2 separate regions of the Mus musculus genome follow, and region 1 is linked to region 2. The links are chromatin contacts, called in public HiChIP or PLAC-seq maps. All regions are on one chromosome and are shown on one strand. Each heading gives the region's core, a stretch centred on a gene start, on an enhancer-like site or on the middle of the called end of the contact. The rest is flanking DNA. Distances are from core to core; before and after follow the strand shown.

The links. HiChIP or PLAC-seq counts read pairs in DNA pulled down with a chosen protein or histone mark.
Region 1: an H3K27ac HiChIP or PLAC-seq map of SST interneurons shows a contact between it and region 2, with 29 times the contacts expected there. The contact joins the promoter of Olfr275 here to the enhancer-like site in region 2. A contact is called at or near these places in 5 of 39 promoter capture datasets (the 3T3-L1 cell line, the C10 cell line, cranial neural crest and 2 more) and 1 of 115 datasets of contacts at active chromatin or transcription factors (SST interneurons).

The regions. Positions count from the first base shown.
Region 1 is chr4:52,823,453-52,826,698 of GRCm38.p6, reverse strand. It overlaps Olfr275 (olfactory receptor 275), which reads right to left and starts at 1,300. Exons shown (of 1, transcript NM_146858.2): 1 at 341-1,300. The coding sequence starts at 1,300. The coding sequence ends at 341. It overlaps 4930552N02Rik (RIKEN cDNA 4930552N02 gene), which reads right to left. Exons shown (of 4, transcript NR_040661.1): 3 at 936-1,038.
Region 2 is chr4:50,026,703-50,029,962 of GRCm38.p6, reverse strand. No RefSeq gene overlaps it. Among named protein-coding and RNA genes, the nearest start is that of Grin3a, 180 kb to the right of the region's middle. Within about 2 kb of position 1,937, at least 1 of the 459 cell types and tissues checked has an H3K27ac peak or open chromatin away from gene starts, as enhancers often do. A contact at or near this core is called in SST interneurons, where this site is marked.

The DNA of each region.
Region 1 (3,246 bases), core at 51-2,550, 2.8 Mb before region 2:
TCAGAATTTTCTAACAATTCTGCATCCTTATTATATTACTTATTTTCATGGTTATGTCACTGCTAGACAGTGAGATCATTTAGTAGGTCAAATAGAAAAATAGGTAGCTACATCATTTTAAGTTTATACTAATATGCAATAAGTACTAACTACCTTCTTGACAACATATTTCTATATAAATGATTCATTGATATAAAACATTTTACAAGGCAAATCAGGATATATGACATAATGGTAGTTGTGATTAAAATTAGTGTTTTCTGGGAAATTGGCTTGTATTATTATGCAGTTCTCTCAACAATTTGAAGATTTATCTAGATGAGTATGCCTTATTTCAATATTATTTGAGGACAGAAGTTAAGATAGCACTGAAGGGGTTTTTCATCAACAATTTTTTCACAGCCATTTTTACTTCTTTGTTCCGTAGACTGTAGATAATAGGATTTAGCATTGGTGTTAGTCCAGTATATATTAATGCCATAAATTTATCAATTTCCTGTGAGTTTACAGATGAGGGCTTCAGGTACATGGAGAGAGCTGTCCCATAGAACAGAACCACCACAGTCAAGTGGGCTGCACATGTTGAAAAGGCTTTGCTTCGGCCATCCATTGAGCTGATCCTCAAGATGTTGGAGAGGATAGATGCATAGGAGACACAAATGAGCAACATTGGCAATGGGAGAAGAAGAATGCTGATCACCAGCATAATTAACTGTACCATGGAAGTGTCTCCACAGGCCAATTTTAAGAGAGCCAGAATTTCACAGGTGAAATGATTGATGATGCTGTTACCACAGAGAGACAGATGAATCACAGGTCCAGTTTCCACCAAGGCAGTGAGGCAGCCTGTAACCCAGGAGCTGCCTGCAATCTGTACACAGACCCTCCTGTTCATAATAATGGGATATCTCAGTGGGTTACAGATGGCCACATACCTGTCATAGGCCATCATAGAGAGGAGCACACATTCAGTGGAGCCCATGGCAAGAGAGAAGTACATCTGCGAGGCACATCCCGAGAAGGAAATGGTGTTTTTCCCTGAAACAAAGTTTGCCAGCATAGGAGTGAGAGCAGAAGAGGTATACCAGATGTCCAGAAATGAGAGGTTGCTGAGGAAAAAGTACATGGGAGTGTGCAGATGAGAATCAAGGATAGTGATGGAGATCAGAATAGTATTTCCCAGCAAGGTGATCAGATACATCAGCAGACACAGCACAAATACGGTGACTTCAATTCTGGGGTAGTGCGAAAATCCCAGAAAAACAAACACTGTGACAGAGGTCCAATTTCCCTGAACCATTTTATGGTAGTATATTCATATGTATGTCCTAATTACAGAGCAGAAATATATAAAGCAACCAATCCTGCTTTAAATTTTCTCACAGTTTTTCCTTCATATGAACTTTGGCTTTGTATTTAAGTGCCTCTCTAAATTGAGAGTATTATTGTAGAAGTGCACGTTTGAACAATTGGTTATTAATATAACTTAGCCACGAAGTCACCAGTAAATGGTGAACTTGCTGCTTTTGCAGCAAGACCTTTCCTCCTGTTAAGATGGAGCGAGAGAAGAATTCATTAAGTAAACATGGTAAGAGAATAACAAAAGAAGCAATCGTTTGCTCCCCCCTTATTGCAAAACTACATTTGTAGATCAGCTACAAATGTGTTTTTACCTTTAAGTTACTAAGATGATTTTCTTCTCTTAGCTTGGTAATATTCTTCATGAAGGAAAATCTCTAGCTCCCAAGTTCACAGTTTCTTTTGCCAGTCCTAGAGAGATGCTCACAATGGTTTGGAGAGTCGATACGTAAAATAATGTACAGATTTCTGAAGATATAAAAGAAACTAATTGAAGACCTTGAACTTTGGGAAACAAATCGGAGTTTCCCTTTGAACATAAGAAAGTGATGATGGATATTCTCATGGTGAAAAATACCTAATGTCTGCATTTTTCATGTCTGTAGTTGCCTTAGCGACTGAGCTACAGAAACATTCTCCAAAGGACCAGCCTCTGCCTCCGGAAGACAATTTAGTCTATTTGTTGCTTTTGAAAAATTTCCCATATTGCAGCAAATTAAAGTTGCAAATCTGTCAGAACAGCATTACAAACACTGAAACTCCAGGGATGATGTCCCATAGATCCAATTATCACCAGTAGTTTGCTTAGTCTAATTGTGCTGTTATTCAAACAAGAAATAAGCATGTTCCTATTGTCACTGCTTTGAGGAGGAGGAACTTTACTCTTTTTCAAATATGCTATGAAGTAAGTTAGGCTTGCTGCATTGATGTAAAAGAAAAAGATAGTGTCATCTTTCTCTTTCAACTAGGAGAGTTTCATAGTATGCATGAGACAAGCTGTGCTAGATATGGAAGCATCAAGATGGGTGAACAAGAGCCTGGGTAACTGCTCTTCCTGATGATGGCTTAATGAGAAGACTTACAGGCAATCTTTATGGAAAATGAAATTGCACCTGATGAAGGAATGCATTTCATATGGGGAAGTTAGCTGATGCATATAAAAGCATCTTGACGTTAGAATGCTAATGGCTGGCTTTATCCCGCTGAGCTGTATCACACCAGTTTACAACTAGCCTGCTTTTGAGAGATGCTCTGAAGTTTGACACTGTATGGTGGTATGGGGGAAATACATGGACAAATGTTTGCTGTGAAATTGTAGCTGAATAACACTATTCTCATTTAATAGATTATAGCCATGGCCATTATATAATCTACTTCACTTATCAAATGCCTCTTCATTTTCAGATAAAGATAGTTATGTATTTGACCTATTGCCTAAAATTAAGCCATTACAATCCAAACCCTATATTTACTAACTTGTATTTGCAATCAACATGTACCCTTTGGGTCTACTGTTTATTCACTCTTATCCATGGGCCTGGGATCATGTGTATAATTAATACTTTTTAACTTTAGGATTGCATTGTTCACAAAAAGGGCTAAACACTTTCCACTTCCACATGTCATTTCTGTTTTCTGGACAAATTGGAGAGTCTTGCGGACTTCAGTTGAGTTGTAAAAGGGAAGTGTCAGTATTTATTAGGGTCATTGTGAGGAAAGAGATATTCTGTAAAGGAACTGACACAGTACCCAATGTGCTAGGTACTTGAATATTAGAATTTTCTCTAGTCAGAAAACTAGAAGTAATCCTAGATCCCTTATCCTCTTTGGAATATGGTTTATTAATTCTTTGAGAATCTCTTACAATGTATTTTTTCACTTTTTCTT
Region 2 (3,260 bases), core at 688-3,187:
CTATGTGGAAAAAATGGAGGCCGTTTCTTTTTATATGAATTATGCAAATGAGTCTCAAGACTGTCTCCGTGACGATGGGCTGCTATATCAACACACCATAAACTAGGGGTCTTTAAACAAAAGAAATTAATTCCACAATGTAACTGAGGCTGTGAGGTATAAGACTGAGATGCTAACAGTGTCTGCTTTTCCTGATTTTCTAGCTATAGCCTCACATGTTTGAAAGGATCTTTTGAAAGCCTCCATGCAAGTGCAATGACACTCATGTTTATCTACCAAATATAATAAACTGGACATGGGAGTACAAACATTCAGACCATAGCATCAGGGCTACACTATGTCACTGGAAAAGGTGGGATAATCTTTCCATAAGGACAGATAGTAGCTATCTTGAACAAAAATAAAAATCTATCATAATATCATACTTTATTCATAGATCTAATCCATTTTTCACTTGATTGCTGCTAAGTGTGAGTTATAACAGATGGCAAAAAAATTAATAAAGTTGCAACCACTCGGTCTTTAAATTTTAAGGATTTTTGAGACATATGACCTTTGACAGTGGGTGTCCAAACATAAAGAAGATGCACATATAAGGTAGACATCCTAAATCCCCTTCATTTTTCATCTAACTTATCTTTGTATACTTGCTCCTGTTACATACCAATTTAGGAAATTCAGCATAATATTTTCTCACAGTTCTGTAGAGGCTTCATCTTAGAGGGTTCATCAGTATCCTCAGCTTAAGATTTTGAAGGTCAAAATCAAGGTCTTGATCTTCTAGGTCCTTCCAGTATGCATTGGAGAGAGTCACATTCAAGTACATTTATGTTGCTGGCAGAGTACAGTTCCTTACAGTTAGCGGTGAGATCACCATTTTCTTTCCTGATTGAATGTACTTGAGTTGGATCAAAAGCTGAAATATTTCCCCCAAGAACCAGAACTTAAATCTCTCTGCACAAATGTATTTTCAGGGGAAATGCTATAAATCAGAATATTGATTCATACGGCATCAGAAAAAGAACCACTTTCTAGAAAATCCATAACTTAAGGAATCCTTTCCTGAGTAGCTGAGAGGCACACACACACTACCTGTGAGGGGGAAAAAAAAAAACCCAAGTCAAATTTTCTGTGAGTTATAATTTTAATATGTTTTAGCTAGCATATGAAATAATGAGTTTTATTAAAGCTTTTCATACATGCATATCATTTACCTTGCTCGTATTTGCTTCACCACAACCATCTCCCATCCCTTTCCTTACTCTTTGAAGATGTTCTTCCTTTCTCACAGCAAATAAACTTTCTGCTTTAACACACATTTCCTCTTTCTTTTTCCTCATTATCCTTACTCACTCCCCTTCCTGCTCCACTACTATTCTCCCTTCCACTTTGAGGTTATGTGTGTGTGTGTGTGTGTGTGTGTGTGTGATTTAATCTGGTTCTCACATGTGAGAAAAAATGCAGTGCATGACTCTCCAAATCTGTCTTAATTCATCTACCATAGTTGTTCTCAACCTGCGGTCTGCAAACCCTTTGGCAATCCTCTATCTCCAAAAATATTTATATTACAATTTGTAACAGTAGCAAACATTACAATTATGAAGTAACAACAAACATAATTTTGTGGTTAGGCATTATCACAATATGAGGAAGTGCATTAAAAGTTCACATAGCATTAGAAAGGTAGAGAGCAACTATGCTAGTTTCTAACATGATACTCTCTAGTTTAGTTCATTTGCTTGAAAATAATATTCTATTGTTCTTTACAGTTCAAAATAAATCTATACTGTATATGCACTATGTTATTTTGGTCCATTCATCTGTTGATAGACATCTAGGCTGATTCCTTATGTTGGCTTCTGTGAAAAGTTGCCGATAAACAGTGATGTAGCTTCCTTCTGACACACACTGTGGGATGCTGCAGCTGCATCAGGAGATACTTCTTTCCTTCGTTATTTAAATCATGTCTGCACTGATTTCTGTAGAGGCTGTAAGGATTCCTCTCCTCCACAATTTTGCCAGCATTTGTGGTGATTTTGTTTAATGATAACCATCTTGAATGGAATGAGTTGGCATCTCAAAATGGTGTGGAGGATGGAGAAGGGGGCATCTACAGGAGCCAGCCAGTTTAGCTGACAGATGGAGAGATTCAGGTTTGGTAAAAAAAAAAAAAAAAAAAAAAAAAAAAAAAAAAAAAAAAAAAAAAAAAAGCACTGTCTGAAGGGGAAATGTGATGAGTGATAAAACAGAACACCTAATATATTCCTCTGTCCTCTGCATGCAAATGCATGGATGTGAGATCCTGCACATGCATGTACATACACACATGCATATACCAAATACATAAAACACACTTATAAACACACACACACAGAGAGAGAGAGAGAGAGAGAGAGAGAGAGAGAGAGAGAGAGAGAGAGAGAGAGAAACAGAGAGAAACAGAGAGAAACAGAGAGAAACAGAAACAGAGACAGAGAGGGAAAAGCTAAAAAGTTGAGCTGACACTCTACAGCCCTGTCATGGCCACCATTTTTGACACCTGCTAGTCACCTTCATAGGTGGTCACATAGGGACATTATTCTCCCACTTAGTAAAGTGATGTCAGCAGGGCTTTTGTAAGTAATTAAGTGATGTGTTTTGGAATAAAATGTATTTTTAGAAGTTAACAGTTGTGAATCATTATATATTTGATAAGGAAACATAACATTAAAAAAAAAAAAGGACTAGACCAAGAGAAAAAAAAAAGAAAAAAGGAAAGGAAAGGGGTGTCGGTAAACACAGTAAAGAAGGATAGTGAAGAAGTGAAAACTAGTTTATCAGAATCTGAGTCATTATTTTACAAATGCACAGACAATGGGAGATCCATAAATTATGGACAGGTGGCTCTGTAAACAATAAGAGAAAATGAATCATAAAAAGAGCTCTTAGGAAATTTCAAACTGAGATGAGAAGAGGTATAATTTCAATAGTCAAGTTGGGAAATAAGATCAAGTTTTCTCATAAAGAGTGGAAAGAGAAGAAAACCACGAGAGAAAATACAAAGACATTTTAAGCCAAAATTATCAATATCACTACCCAAGTAATAAAACAGATCACAGAAGACTCGGGGAAGGAAGCAATTACATAGCTGCCAACTCCAAGTCTTCCTTTTACAGACAGGAAATAAGTAGAACAAGGGGCTTGTGAATCTGGAAAACAAACCAGTAAAAAGTTTCTAGAAGCCTGAGGAAATGGCAACAATTTGCTAAACGCCTGAAACT